Regions from separate parts of the Mus musculus genome. Here all the other regions are linked to region 1. The links are chromatin contacts, called in public HiChIP or PLAC-seq maps. All regions are on one chromosome and are shown on one strand. The core of a region is the stretch at or near the end of the contact, and the rest is flanking DNA. Distances in the headings are between cores, read along the strand shown.

Region 1 (2,735 bases), core at 22-2,521:
CAGCCCACACAAGTAAGAGAACCTGCTGCTTATAAGCAACACCTGCGTGTGAGTGAGGCGCGGGTTCAGTGAGCTCACTCAGGGGATCTAGAGTAAGGGTGAGGTGAAGGTCAAGGGTCAGTGAACCCAGTCCAGTAGGCGCTCCATGTTCATGCAAGCATAAAGAATTTGGGTGAAAGGTCACCCATGTTTCAAGAGTCAAAAAGACAAAAAAAAAACAAACAAAAAAACCCCAACACTGATGACTGCCAAGAGGATGGAATCTTACCAGGAGCCTAAAATATGAAACTGGGTCTGACTATGTTAGCTTAGTGTTAGTAGTTTTCCTGCTTAGGGAGAGGAAGCTCTGAGTCACAAGCAGCCTCTCACCCTCAGGTACTTGTTCACAATGGCTGCCTCATTAAGTCCTCGCCATTGGTCATCTTTGGCACTGGCTTCCTTCAGGTCCACAAAGTAACCCGTGACTGGAGTCCGGCCTGAGTAGACTGGAGGCTTCCACTGGAGAACCAGGGAGTTCTTCCTGACTTCACTGAGCTTCACGCTGTGTGGTGGTCCTGAGTCAGGGAGAGAGAGCGGCAGAAGTCTGTGTACGTGAGGAGACTCGCTCTGAGCACACTCCTATGTCACCCTTAGGGTCTCTGAGCTGACCCTCAGGATGGCATTCTCTTTAAGAAACCTATCAGTCTCCTGAAAGCAGGCATACTGTAGCCACTGCAAGTGTCCATGGCTGCTATACGGCCACTTGAGCACAGGCTGTTTTAGGGTAGACACAATCCTCACTTATTTCAGTCACTCTGAGGGTAACTAGCACACATCCTCAGGAGCCTTGACAACTTTCTGAAGAAAAGATCCTGCGATGTGTGCTGTGTGTACGTGGCTGCATTTTTTTCCACTCTAAACTATGATGTCACCATGTGTACCTTTTTGTGACCACTGGCTGTTATTCAAGCGCATATCTCTTTTCTTCTTTCAAATAAACAACTTCTGTCGAGCCATCCGATCAGAATCACCTGACATGACTCACAGTGACTCGACACCAACTGCAAACACTGACGTTGCCGTGCTAGGCTTCAGCCTTATGCAACTGGCAGTTCAATATTTGCCTTCTTATTTACTTTGGTTTAGCAATTTCAAGTAGGTACCGTTCTTGTTTCCTAATATTTTCTATGAAAGTATATTTAAATATTATTATCAAATAGTACGGCATGTTCTGCTCAGCGAAGGGCTTTGGTGACTATGAACTTGGGTCATCCTTGCAGCCAGTGGGGCAGTCAGCCTTCTCTACAGGTGGACTAGATGCTGCTCTGTCACCTCTGAGAAGAGGAAGGCCACAGTTCAAGTCCTGACCCTGCCACTTACTTGTTCCCCTTGTGACTCTCCATGTGTCATTTAAGTCGTACCTTAGGTTAGTCACCTTCACAAGGGAAGGAAGGCAAAGCACTGTGTTTAGAACAGCTCCTGACAGCTGCTTGCCCAACGCTCCTCCCTAAGTCAAGGACACATCAGGGAGGTTTCTGGGATGCTTCTCTACTGAGCCCACCCTGCAACTGTTTCATCAGCATGCTTCCTTTGTGGGGGCTAAGTCTGTAGACAGTCACATTGAACTTTCAGAACTGTAAGAATTTGGAAACAGATCTACCTGTGTGGCGGTGGCAGAAAGGATTTTTTAACACCTGGCTCAAAGGCAGGTGTTTGCCTCTGCAGATCTGCTGGTGTTGAACAAGGCTTGAACCAACTCCTGTTTCTTTTTGCAAACTTTGTATTCACATTTGGAGGAAGGAAAGCAGAGAGGTATTTGCTGAGTAGGGCAACATGGTAGTTCTTCAGGAACACGGTTTCGGGGCTTCAGACAGAGGAATTTGTAGAAGAATGGGTGGAGAGGGCAGGGTGGCTGCCCACACAGGTTGCCTTTGTGTGATCTGAACTGTTCATACAACTTACGATACTAACAGACAGTTGTTCGATATGCTGATTATAAAACCAAGGAGTTCTGTGTACATGGGTCAGAAATCAATAGCAAAATTAAATCATCTACCATGGGCCCATTACTAGTTGGGACCTTAATGACTTAGTAAGTCTGTTAATATTTAACGTTTATATGTGTTTGGGTTTATGGCACCATATGAGGCATAAACATGGGTAAGTTTTTCTGCTTACTTCTTTCTTTTCTTCCTCTTGTATCCAGCCACCCCCAAGGACAACCTCCAAAGCAGACTATTTGCTAATCAGATTCCATGACTGTTGAGGGGAGAGTGTGGTATGTGGACATATAGATACTAGGGCTTAGTAGAGAGAAGCCAGGCTCATAGCCCACTCAGGCATGATAAGCCAATGTAGGCAACTTAGTGGAGAGCTAGGAAGAGGAGGGAGGGCAGATAACTGGGAGAAGCCACCATCTCTGCCTGACCTCTAGGGAGTGATTTGGGTATTGGTAGGTGTGTGCTTCAGAGAAGGGGAGAGCAGTGTCGAAGGATGTGGTAAATGGTTCTGGAAGTAAATCTGCAATGCTCTTAATTGGCCTTTAAGAGACAAATGGAAGAAAGTTCCCAAGTGCTCACTTGGCTCAAAGTGTGTATTTCGGCCAGTCTCCCAAACAGAGGCTGAGCAATGGCAGCTATGGGTCTTAGTTGAAATAGGAGCATGAGGAATTTAGTTTCGAGTTTACATTGCTATCTACCATTTCATGTTGTTATCGTAAGACATTTTAGGTAGGCACAGCAAGTGGATTCCTGTCT
Region 2 (2,744 bases), core at 132-2,631, 270 kb before region 1:
GGAATTTGAGGCCAGCCTGAGTTACTTAACAAGACTATCTCAAAAGGGAAAAAAAAAATCATTTCATTGGATGATATATAAACAAATGACTGACCTTGTTAAAACCAATGCAAAACTTACCATTAATTTGAAACAAATTAAAATGAAATGAGTGTAGTATCTAAAACTGAAAAGGGACAGTCTCATATTGGAAAAGCTCTAACTTGCATGTATAATTGAAATTTTTTATCTCATATCTGTTGGGTTGGAAGTTCATGGTCAGAGTGATTGGCAGAGGTGATTTCTTCTAGGAGCCATGAGTGAAGGAAGAGTCTGTTTCAGAGCCTCTCGCCTTTCCTTGTAATTGGCTATCTTCCTCATGTCTCTTTTAATGTATGTGTCATCATGTCTGCCTTTCCCCTTTCTGAGGACAGCAGTGACACTGGATTAGAGACTGAACAACCTCAGCCTGATCGTTTCTGTAAAAATACCATCTCTAAGCTGGGTGTAGTGGTTCACAGTCTCATTTTATTTTATTTTTTAAATTTCTATTTCAACTTTACCATTTTTTTTGATATTGTATTTATTTACATTTCAAATGTTATTCCCCTATCCCATTCCCCCTCCCCCTGCTTCTGTGAGGGTGTTCCCCCACCCACCCACCCACTCCTGCCTCCCCGCCCTGGCATTCCCCTACACTGGTGTATCGAGCCTTCACAGGACCAAGGATCTCTCCTCCCACTGATGCCAGATAAGTCCAGCTTCTGCTACATATACAGCTGGAGCCATGGGTCCCTCCATGAGTACTCCTTGGTTGGTGTTTTAGTCCCTGGGAGCTCTGGGGGCTCTAGTTGGTGGATTATTGTTGTTCTTTCTATGAGGTTGCAAACCCCTTCAGCTCCTTCAGTCCTTTCCCTAATGCTCCACTGGGGACACCGTGCTCAGTCCAATGGTTGACTGCAAGCACCCACCTCTGTATTTGTCAGGCTTTGGCAAAGCCTCTCTGGAGACAGTTGAGGCTCCTGTCAGCAAGCACTTCTTGGCATCCACAGTAGTGTCTGGGTTTGGTGTCTGTATATGGGATGGATCCCCAGGTGGGGCAGTCTCTGGATGGCCTTTCCTTCTGTCTCTGCTCCACACTCTGTCCCCGTATTTCCTTTAGACAGGAGTGTGAGTACAAGGCTAACATGCACAATATACTGAGCTCTCGGCCAGCCTAGGGTGGACTGTGAAAGGGAAAATCCTGTCTCGTATTTAAAGGCCACATGATGTTATACCAGTGCTTCTCAGCCTTTAAAGCTGCAACCTTTACTAACATTCCTCATGTCATGATGGCCACCCCCCACCATAAGGTTATTTCATTGTTACTGCATAACTGTAAGTTTACTTCTGTTATGAATCATAATGTAAACATCTGACATGCACGATACCTGATATGTGAGCCTCCCGAGGGATTGCCAACCCACTGGTTGAGAACAGTGGAAGTTATGGGGTCAAGAGCATAATGATTTTGAAAGAACAAAGTTCTGTTTACTGTTTGTTGGTGCCTTTGCAGGCAGCTAGGCTCACCAGCATTTAGCATCTTTACAAGAGGGCAGTTTACCACTGGAGTATCTTTAATTGTTTAATAACTTACATTCTTTTGTGTTTGTAGGCCTTTGTCTTAGGGTTTCTAGGTTTTTTTATGTTTTTGTTTTGTTTTGTGTTGTTTTTCAAGACAAGGTTTCTCTGTGTAGCCCTGGTTATTACCCTGGCATTCTTTCTATATACCAGGCTGGTCTCTGCTTCCCAAGGGCTGGGTTAATTAAAGGCAAGTGCTACCTCTACCACCACCCCACCCCCAGCTCAGCCTGCTCACTGGGCCATCTATGTAGCTCCTGCCCCCAGTTTTACCTTGTGTTCACCTTTAGAAAGCATATAAGTCCAAATCAAAACCAAGAATGCATAATCATTTCTCTTACCAAACCAAGTAATTTGAAATTTGCAGACTTTTAGCTCACTACCAGGCAGTGGTGGCATATGCCTTTAATCTCAGCAGAGGCAGACAGATCTCTGAGTTTGAGGCCAGTTTAGTCTTCAGAGCCAGTTCTAGGACAGCCAGGACTACACAGAGAAACTCTGTCTTGAAATAACAAACAAAAAAATTTGGCTCACTAAATTTACTGTATTTTTTTTTCAATTCAATTTTTTTCAATTAGCCCACGCCTGTAGACCTAGCCTACAGCTAGCTGGCTCAGAGAGTTTAATCTCATGGTGACATTGCACATCAAACAGTAAAGTGACCACTCATATTGTTGTACTTTAAGGGTCTTTTCAATGGCAGATTTAACACCAAAAATAAATAAAAGTGCCAGTTTTCTGGAAGAGCATCTGTGATGTTCCTCTGGCATTATACTTTTTTAAGATGTAATTTTATTTCTATAAATTATATATAGTCTATGTAAATATTTCATATAATTCAGATACTATTTAAGCTTTAACGTTAGATTGGATTAGATGTTTGTAATGTGCTGAATTATAATGCTCTTCGATCACACTTGAGGGTGGTGAGTGTGAGTGTGTGTGTGTGTGTGTGCGTGTGCGTGTGTGTACAGGCCGGAGGAGGATATCAGATGAAGTGCTGCACTAGCTGTAACCTTTCCTTAAGCCAGGGTCTCACTGACACTGGAGCCTGCGCGTTGGTCCGGGTGGAGTGGGTTGGTGTGGGGTTAGGAGGCTGGCTGGTTAGCAAGCCCATTGACCCACCTGTTTCCACAGCCCCCGCC
Region 3 (2,780 bases), core at 1-2,500, 380 kb after region 1:
ATGCCTCTCTCCAATGTGCTAACAGTTTGATGAAGTTGTTTTTGTTTTTTTTCTTATTTTTCGAGATAGGGTTTCTCTGTGTAGCCCTGGCTGTCCTGGAACTCACTCTGTAGACCAGGCTGGCCTCAAACTCAGAAATCCACCTGCCTCTGCCTCCCAAGTGCTGGGGTTAAAGGCATGTGCTACCACTGCCCAGCTTGATGAAGTTTTTATAGTTACAGAACAAAGTCATAAATCAAGACATTTAAAAAATATATTGGTGAGACTATTAGGTATGACTGCTGAGGGGGATAACTCCGATCTTAGGTGCAATCTGATGGCATTCTTAGCCTCTGGGTTGGAGGAAGCGTGTAGCCTGTTAGAACATTCCAGAAGGATTTACCTGAATAGTCACAAGGGTGTTACAAGGTCAAACATGGGTGGGCAATGAATGACTGTTAAGGGGCTAAAGATTGCCCAAGGGACTTGGGGTCCAGATTCATAGCATCCCGCTTTCCAATATTCCAAGCGTTAACCAAGCTTTGTGGGTCCTCCCTCCCTCCCTCCCTCCCTCCCTCCCTCCCTCCCTCCCTCCCTCCTTCCCTCCCTCCTTCTGTTTCTTTCCTCTCCCCCTTTCTTTCTTTTTCAAAGGCAAGGTTTCACTAAGTAGTCCTGACTGGCCAGGAACTCAGATCTGCTAGTGTCTGTCTCCAACAGGCACGAGCACACTGGGCTAGCCTTGTGGATGCTTTAACACCGTGAGATTCATTTATTTTTCCTGCTTGCTCAGTTCCCATAGGCAGGCGGTCTACCACTGAGTCACACTCGCCACCTGGTTCTGTGGACCCGATGTCTGTAGTTGGAGATAGGGGGAGTCCATCCACTCGCAAAAAAAAGTCTTTGTCTTTTAAGTTGAACACGCTTCACCAGGTCAGAGCTTCGGAGCTGCAGAGATTGCTCTCCTCATTTTCTAATAGCCACGTGTTCTGAACCGGTGCCCGGTGCCACCTCTGATCCTTGCCCCACCACTCCCTCCAGGGTGCACAATACCGCATTTATATCTTTTGAATGTGTACCATTTGAAAGCGCAGGGACAGAAGGCAGATGCAGGCACACCTTTGATCTTTCATCCTTGCGGGTTAAGTGAGGGCAGACACCTGGCAGCTGCGAACTGGAAACAAAATGATGCCTGGGACTGGAATGACCTGAAACGCTGCAGTGGCTGGGCCGCAGGGGCATGGAAGCTGACTCTGTATGCAGGCAGAGGACCTGATCTCGGGTAGCACCTTGAACGACCTGGCTGGGGCTGGCTGGGGCTCAAGGACTTACTAGGCAAGAGGGCAGAAAAGATCCGGCAGCTGCATTAAGCAAAGTCAACAAACTATGCAGAGATGGCAGCTCAGCACCGGTGCCGACGGGCTATTCCGGTGAAAGTGCATTTAGAGTGCTCTTGTTCCTTCGTGGTACTCTAAAGGATTCCTTTTAGGTACAGAGATGTCACAAATGCTTCAGGTTCCCAAGTCCTCGGCGGGACCGTATTGCCCCCTGGCGTCCATGTGCTGTTACTACGTCTTTGCCCAGGAAGCCAGAGCCGTCAATCACATCCATGAAAGGCGGAGCTTCCAGTTTTCCGCACATGGAGAAGTTTGGCAGTACAGGATTGAAAGGCAGTTTTAAACCCTAAGCCAGACCTGGGAGGGAACTTCGGAATTAAAGTTCCTCCTTCCCCACTCTGTGCCTGGCCTTCTGAATGTTCCAGAAGCTTCGAAAAGAAATAAGTCAGATTTGAATCTGCTGGTTTTTAATATTGGTGGTCGTGTGGTTACTGCACCCTGCTTCTTTTCAGTCAACTCAAAAGTGGCCCGGGCTAGAAAACCTTTCCTGACTTCTCTTCAGCGATTGCTTCGTGATAGGTGTTGGATGCCTCTCTGCTGTCAAGCTTCTCCGACTGTATGGGAAGGCAAGGGCATGGAATATTCCTGAACTGCATCTGCAGCCGCTGGGATGAGGCTTCTGTTCAGTAAAAACGTGTCCAGTAATAAACAGTTGCGTACCGTCCACACGGGGCGAAAGCATCAGGGCTTGATCAATACAGCAACCCTACCCAAGGCAAGAAGTCAACTTCTGGGTGGGAAAGAGAAGTGTGTTCATGTGTGTGTGTGTGTGTGTGTGTGTGTGTGTGTGTGTGTGTGTGTATGTGTGTGTACACACAGGTGTGTGAATGCACGTTTGTGTGTGTGGGGTGTCTCCTGGCACCTTCCCTTGTAGCCTGATATTTACATGGGTTCTGGGAATTGAATTTGAGGTCAGCATCTTACTGACAGAACCTTCTCCCAGTCAGTATTTTGTTCTGAACACAGCTATGCTTGCTTTTAGATTTTTTTCTTTTTTAACAACAACAGGCTCTCAGGTAGCCTAGCCTGGCCTCCAGGTCTAACCAAGGCTGACCCTGAACTCCTGATCCTCTGCATCTGCTGTTCATGTCCCGGGATCACAGACATCTGGTCACTGTGCCCTCCCTGCTCATATTACACATTGATTTATTAAACAGCATCATGGCAGAAGGCACGACTCCTGACTGTCAAGGGTTTACATTTTAGAGTCATACTGAGCCAACAGGTACCAATATTGTCTGCTATCCTTGTGACTTTGGGAAAAAAAAAATCACTTGATCTTTTTGTGTCTTTTTCCTCAGCTGTCAAAATGAGGTGGATGCTAGGGGTAGATGCATCCCGGGGCCTCGTAAAGGCTTCATACTCCACAGGCATTGACTAGTGAAGAGAACCATATGGATTTTCTAC
Region 4 (2,876 bases), core at 70-2,569, 340 kb after region 1:
TCCCTCGATAGGGGTTAACCAGCTTTCCTAACCGTCAGGTAAAGAGGCTCAGCTGCTGAGAATAATCCCAGAAAGTTTTAAGTAGGAGCCTTTCCTTCTACATGTAAATAGCCGAGTCATTGCCTCCTTGCTAAACCAGGAAGTTAGATACCAGAGCCCGCAGTGATTCATTTGTTGCCCTACGCTCGCTCTGGCTGTTGGATAAAAAGTTAGGAAGAGCAAGAAATCGACTTTAAATCCCAGCTCTGTAAGGGAATTCCTCCCGGGAGGGATGAATGCGGTCCGCACAAAGGAGCCCCGTTGACATCTCATTTACAATCTCCCCCCAGGACACAGACAAGACCGCCTCCATAAACCGGCTCAGAAACACCCATTGTTCAAAATCTCCCATTAGCAACAAGACGCCTAGGCTTTGCAAAAGAAAAGATTTGGGAGGAGGAAGCCTGGGACTGGGGAGGGGCTGGGGAGGCTGCGCAAAGAGACAGGAAAGATATCCTTTGAGCCTCTCTGCGAGAGAGTGCGTGCAGAATAAACTTCATGGCGTTTCTATCTTTTAGTTTCCCTAAGAAATGCCTGGAAGAGTCCCAGACTAGTAATTGTGAACTCTAAATTTCATGTTAGCCCAATGCAGAAACTTCTGTCAACAGGATTGATAAATAGACCATGCTCTACCTAACACACATATTCTCCGTCTTGAAAAACCTGATTCCACCACAGCAAAGCCCAGCTAAGTCTTTAGTAGACGTTGTTTGTTTTGAGTAGTCCTCAAACCTGCACTGGTACACTGAGTTCTTGGTCAGCTCCATCATTTTGTTTCTTGCCTTAATAAAAGCTTGAAAAGTCTTGTAATTATACAATGCTGTTTTTTGGATACACCTTAAATTACAGAATACATTTGGGTTTACAAAAAAAAAAAAAAAAAAAAAAAGGAGAGGTGGGATTTAAAAACCAAAACAAGACAAACCAAACCAAACCAAACCAAACCAAACCAAACCAAACCACTCTATCTTTATACACCTTGTCTAGCCCCAAATCCCTGACTTTTGAGAACCCATGGTTCAAGCCTGAATTCTGGCCATGATCTTTCTGATCCTCCTCCTGTCTCTTAGCTCATTCTGCATTCGCTCTATGTCCTGTTTGCTCCATCCTGGGTCTCTGAATCTTTCTATTTATTAATTCCTCTCTGGAGTGTCACAGCCACTTCCTACCTTAGGTTTCTACACCTCCAGGTTGTGATTTATTAATGAGTCATGGGATCAGCCGAGTGAGTCATGCAGTTTCACTGTTTAGAAAGTGTTTAAATAGAAACACTAGCATGCCCTGTGGTTAGGAACGGCATCGTTGCATGAAGCGTGTTTGTCCGGACCTGCGTACAAAGTAGGGGACAGGCCAAATGCTTTTGTTTGTCAAAAGTATTTTCTAATTGGGCATCCTGGATGATCAATTTTTCCCTGCGTTCAAAGTGCTGTACGTACTTGGAGCCACAGCCTGTCACCCTCCCTGGCTTACAAATGTCCCCTGAGGCAGGTATCCTGGCTGGGGCTGAGGACCCCGCCCCTTCCCCATTCTGCTAGCCTTAAGGCCCCAAGATCCCCCTTTCCTGACCAATCATACTTTAGTTTATTCAAAGCACTCAAGTTTCCTCACTTTGCCTTGGGATTCCTACTGATGGGACTCTTCTCTGTCTTGGTCCAGGTACCAGTGTGGCTGTCACCACCTGCTGGATGACATCTGCACTGACCTTCCAAATGGCTCTCCTCTGTGAAGCAGGGGCTCTACTCTTCTGGTTTGACAGGGTAGTCACCATATTCTGTTATCTTCCCAGTTCCTCCTGAATTTTTTTAAAGATTTATTTATTTATTTATTTATTTATTTATTGTATGTGGGTACACTTCAGCTGTGTGTAGCAGACACACCAGAAGAGGGCATCAGATCTTATTACAGATGGCCTGTGAGCCACTACATGGTTGCTGGGAATTGAACTCAGGACCTCTGGAAGAGCAGTCGGTGCTCCTAACTGCTGAGCCATCTCTCTAGCCCCTCCTGAATTTAAGTCTGCAAGAGGGCATTCTGTTGGCAGATGTGTTGCCTTGTGTGTGGCCTATGTGACTGGTTCATTCTCTGTTCCACCCTCATCTTGGTTTTCTCTGTGGAGAGGATGTCTTTATGCCTGAAGTCCCTCTTCTGGTGAACTGGTCAAAGCTGGTTGGATCTGATATGCAGCCGGAGTGACTACTACGTGCTAAATGACATGCCTTCCAAAGCCATGACATTTGTCAACTGCCATGGACACAGTAGGGGAGAAGGAAGGCCACCTCAACAGGAGTTGAGTGGTCCAGGAGGCAGTACCCAAGTTTCCTGAGAAACAAACCTTTAGGCACCCCCAGGACAGACATGGATGCTTCTCTGTTAGCTTGTTCTTGCTCTCACTCACTCGGCTGTAACCTCCTGACCCCCAAAGATTGGAAAGTTGATTTTCAGCACTCATTTTCTTACTCTTGGACAGGGATGAAAGACTCTATCACTCAACTGATGTCTAGGACAGGCGTGGCTGCCGAGAGCTGTCTCACAGCAGGATGCATGTGGAAACATAACAGTAAACTCAAGACCGCTCCAAACCAGCTGGGACCAGCATGGCCTGAGATGACAGCTAACTGCCTGGTATTATGACATCTTCATAGCCTGGGCCTTGCAAAATTCCTGTTACCATCCATCTGGCTCTAGGTCACACCCCCAACCTCCATATAAGGACAGAAAAGTCGTGTAAACCCTATTCCAGAAATCCCTGCCCTGCTGACCGTGATGTAACACATGAAACAGTCTTCCCCTCTATCACAGGGTTAGGGTTAGAAGGTACTGGTGCTAAGAAGCATTGT
Region 5 (2,921 bases), core at 319-2,818, 360 kb after region 1:
TAGTCCATTATTATATGGAGGTATACAGGCAGATACAGTGCTGGAGAAGCAGCTGAGAGTTCTACAACTTGATCTGCAGGCAGCACAAGTGACTCTGAGCCACACTGGGCATACTTTGAGCATATGAGACCTCAAAGTTGGCCCCCATAGTGACACACTTCCTCCAACAAGGTCACACTTACTCCAATAAGGCCATACCTCCTAATAGTGCCATGCCTTATGGGCTAAGCATATAATGCATGAGTCTATGGGTCTGTCTTAATTAGGGTTTTACTGCTGTGATCAACAGACACCATGACCAAGGGAACTCTTATATGTTCAACATTTTATTGGTGTTGGCTTGCAGGTTCAGAGGTTCAGTCCATTATCACTAAGGTGGGAACATGACAGCATCCAGGCAGGCATGGTACAGGAGGAGCTGAGAGTTCTACATCTTCTTCTGAAGGCTGCTAACAGAATACTCACTTTCAAACAGCTAGGATGAGGGTCTTAAAATCCACACCCACAGTGATACACCTACTCCGAAAGGGCTACACCCTCTCATAGTGCCACTCCCAGGGGCCAAGCATATACAAACCATAACAGGGTTCATTACTATTCATACTTTGTAATACTGAAGGACTGTGCCTATTTATGTATCTGTCTGTCTATCATATAACTATCCTTTCTCACCATTTATCTACCTACTATCTATCAACAGTCTTTATATTTATTTTACTGTCTATTCAGTTCATCTCTTTAGCCACCAGGGACATATTTTTAGAACCTCAGTATGTGCTTGAAACCTCCATTTACATAGAGCCCTCTGGATGATGATGATGATGATGATGATGATGGTGATGGTGGTGGTGGTGATGGTGATGATGAGGAGACTTGTAACATCTTTATGCAGACCCAGGACTAACTTGTCCTTCCGTGTCTTAAGTCCCGCTGCCTCCATTCCATTACTACTCTTGCGTTTTGGAACCATTACTGAGTAAAAGAAGAATTTCTTAAAACAGCAGCACTGTGGTACCATAGCAGTCAATCTGACAACCAAGAGAGCTGCTAAGTGAGTAATTAAGGGGCTACTAAGTAGCTAATGACCCTACAAACTGGTGCGGGCATGCTGGGCACAGGATGACTCATGCCCAGGTGGGGACAGGGGAAGATACTATGTTGCTCAGAGTAATGCTCACCCTACAGCTCATGACTTGTTTATTTCTGGAATTTTGCGGGCAGTCGTTCTACCCTGTGGTTGACCGGGTAAGTGAAAGTAAAGAGAATAAAACCCCACAGATAAATGGGGACTACTGGATTTCCTGCTTCCTAATCTGGCATTTGCCGGTCTTTCTCCTTGCAGGGGTAGGGGTGTGTGTGTGTGTGTGTGTGTGTGTGTGTGTGTGTGTGTGTGTGTGTGTGTTGCATGAGTCAAGACCTAGGGCCTCACCCATGCTGGGCAACCACCCAACTGCTGAGTCACATCCTCTCTCTTTCTTTACTTTTTCTTTCCCCATTTATGAGACAGGGCTTTACTGTGAAGCCCTGACTGGCCTGCAGCTCACAGAAATCTGCCTGCTTTTGTCTCCTGAGCACTGGAGTTAAAGGCATGTGCCACCATGCCTGGCTACCATCCCTTTCTTTACTGTGTCTCTTGCCCCTCCTGGAAAGATTCTCTTCCTGGATTATGCACATGATCCCTGTCCTTTCTCAGTCCTTTGAAGCTGTCTTCTTAGGAGAACATACCGGAAACCGCATAATCTTTTATTTCTGTTTATGTTTTTGAGACTAAGTTTGACCATTTAGTCCAGGCTGGCCTTGAACTCCATCCTCCTGCCTCAGATTTCCTCCTGTCACAACTCATGGTAGAACCCACATCTTATTCGTCTTTGAATACTAACATTACAGAGCGCTTGGCTCCGTGTGTCTTTTTTCAGCTATTCTTTTTTTTTTTTAAAGATTTATTTATTTATTTATTATATGTAAGTACACTGTAGCTGTCTTCAGACACTCCAGAAGAGGGCGTCAGATCTTGTTACAGATGGTTGTGAGCCACCATGTGGTTGCTGGTATTTGAACTCCAGACCTTCGGAAGAGCAGTCGGGTGCTCTTACCCACTGAGCCATCTCACCAGCCCCCCTTTTTCAGCTATTCTTTTGTCTACTTTAAATGAGTTCATCTGTCTCACTAATGTTGCTGACATTTTCCCAAGAATAAAATGGACCTTGAGATGTTCCTGATTATCTAATGCACAAGAGTGGGGAGGGGGAGGAAACTCTGCCCTTTACTGTTGTGTGTTTCAAATTCTGCATTTATGGATATTTTCAGGGCAGTTAATGAGGAAAAGGCTAATCAAGGAGTTTTACTTCTTGATAATAAAAACACTATGTATGTATGTCTAGAGTATATGCACGTATGTGTGTGTCAAAGAACAATCTATACTTGGCTCTCCTTCTACAGTGTAGATGTGGGGTATTGACCTCAGGTCAGCAGGCTTTGGATCAAGTGCCTTTACAGAGCTGTCTCACTTCACACTTCTTCCTAACTTTCTAGTAATATACAATGCAGAAGCTGGAGGCTAGAGATGTAGCTCAGTTGGTATAATGCTTGTCTGACATGCCTGAAGCCCTGGGTCCAATCACTAGCACCCGCAAAACAAAGTATGGTGGTGCATATTTGTAACCACAGCCCTGGAAGCAGAGGTAGGAGATGAAAGAGTTCAAAGTACCCTCAGCTACATAGCTAGTTCATGGCCAGCCTGGGTAACATAAGACCCCTGACCCAAAAGAATATTTTTATTCTTTTGTTAGATATCCCTAGGAAAAGTCTCCATCTTGCTTGTCCATTAGAAGCAGGCTTAGTTTATTGACTAGGAGAGGCCATACTTTTCTTCTGGGACATTTTCTCATTTCTGTGATTTTATTCTTTTATGGTTTATCTAT

What was found. HiChIP or PLAC-seq counts read pairs in DNA pulled down with a chosen protein or histone mark.
Region 2: a FOXA1 HiChIP or PLAC-seq map of pancreatic cancer cells shows a contact between it and region 1. The contact joins two enhancer-like sites. A contact is called at or near these places in 2 of 484 Hi-C or Micro-C datasets (both in the AML12 cell line), 1 of 115 datasets of contacts at active chromatin or transcription factors (pancreatic cancer cells) and 1 of 9 other capture datasets (pancreatic islet).
Region 3: a contact with region 1 is called in a FOXA1 HiChIP or PLAC-seq map of pancreatic cancer cells. The contact joins two enhancer-like sites. A contact is called at or near these places in 1 of 115 datasets of contacts at active chromatin or transcription factors (pancreatic cancer cells) and 1 of 9 other capture datasets (embryonic stem cells).
Region 4: a contact with region 1 is called in a CTCF HiChIP or PLAC-seq map of the NIH/3T3 cell line, with 5 read pairs. The contact joins two enhancer-like sites. A contact is called at or near these places in 1 of 15 datasets of contacts at CTCF or cohesin (the NIH/3T3 cell line) and 1 of 115 datasets of contacts at active chromatin or transcription factors (pancreatic cancer cells).
Region 5: a contact with region 1 is called in a FOXA1 HiChIP or PLAC-seq map of pancreatic cancer cells. The contact joins two enhancer-like sites. A contact is called at or near these places in 1 of 115 datasets of contacts at active chromatin or transcription factors (pancreatic cancer cells) and 1 of 9 other capture datasets (embryonic stem cells).

Annotation. Positions count from the first base shown.
Region 1 is chr17:71,087,642-71,090,376 of GRCm38.p6, reverse strand. It overlaps Myom1 (myomesin 1), which reads right to left. Exons shown (of 37, transcript NM_001083934.1): 20 at 370-554. Among named protein-coding and RNA genes, the nearest start is that of Myom1, 69 kb to the right of the region's middle. Within about 2 kb of position 1,271, at least 97 of the 459 cell types and tissues checked have an H3K27ac peak or open chromatin away from gene starts, as enhancers often do. A contact at or near this core is called in the NIH/3T3 cell line and pancreatic cancer cells, where this site is marked.
Region 2 is chr17:71,354,383-71,357,126 of GRCm38.p6, reverse strand. All of the region lies in intron 44 of Smchd1 (SMC hinge domain containing 1), which reads left to right. Among named protein-coding and RNA genes, the nearest start is that of 4930471L23Rik, 40 kb to the right of the region's middle. Within about 2 kb of position 1,381, at least 21 of the 459 cell types and tissues checked have an H3K27ac peak or open chromatin away from gene starts, as enhancers often do. A contact at or near this core is called in pancreatic cancer cells, where this site is marked.
Region 3 is chr17:70,705,916-70,708,695 of GRCm38.p6, reverse strand. All of the region lies in intron 5 of Dlgap1 (DLG associated protein 1), which reads right to left. All of the region lies in intron 1 of Gm36746 (a long non-coding RNA gene), which reads left to right. Among named protein-coding and RNA genes, the nearest start is that of Gm36746, 10 kb to the left of the region's middle. Within about 2 kb of position 1,250, at least 57 of the 459 cell types and tissues checked have an H3K27ac peak or open chromatin away from gene starts, as enhancers often do. A contact at or near this core is called in pancreatic cancer cells, where this site is marked.
Region 4 is chr17:70,745,339-70,748,214 of GRCm38.p6, reverse strand. All of the region lies in intron 6 of Dlgap1 (DLG associated protein 1), which reads right to left. Among named protein-coding and RNA genes, the nearest start is that of Gm36746, 29 kb to the right of the region's middle. Within about 2 kb of position 1,319, at least 199 of the 459 cell types and tissues checked have an H3K27ac peak or open chromatin away from gene starts, as enhancers often do. A contact at or near this core is called in the NIH/3T3 cell line and pancreatic cancer cells, where this site is marked.
Region 5 is chr17:70,727,423-70,730,343 of GRCm38.p6, reverse strand. The region is part of intron 6 of Dlgap1 (DLG associated protein 1); the gene reads right to left. Among named protein-coding and RNA genes, the nearest start is that of Gm36746, 11 kb to the right of the region's middle. Within about 2 kb of position 1,568, at least 181 of the 459 cell types and tissues checked have an H3K27ac peak or open chromatin away from gene starts, as enhancers often do. A contact at or near this core is called in pancreatic cancer cells, where this site is marked.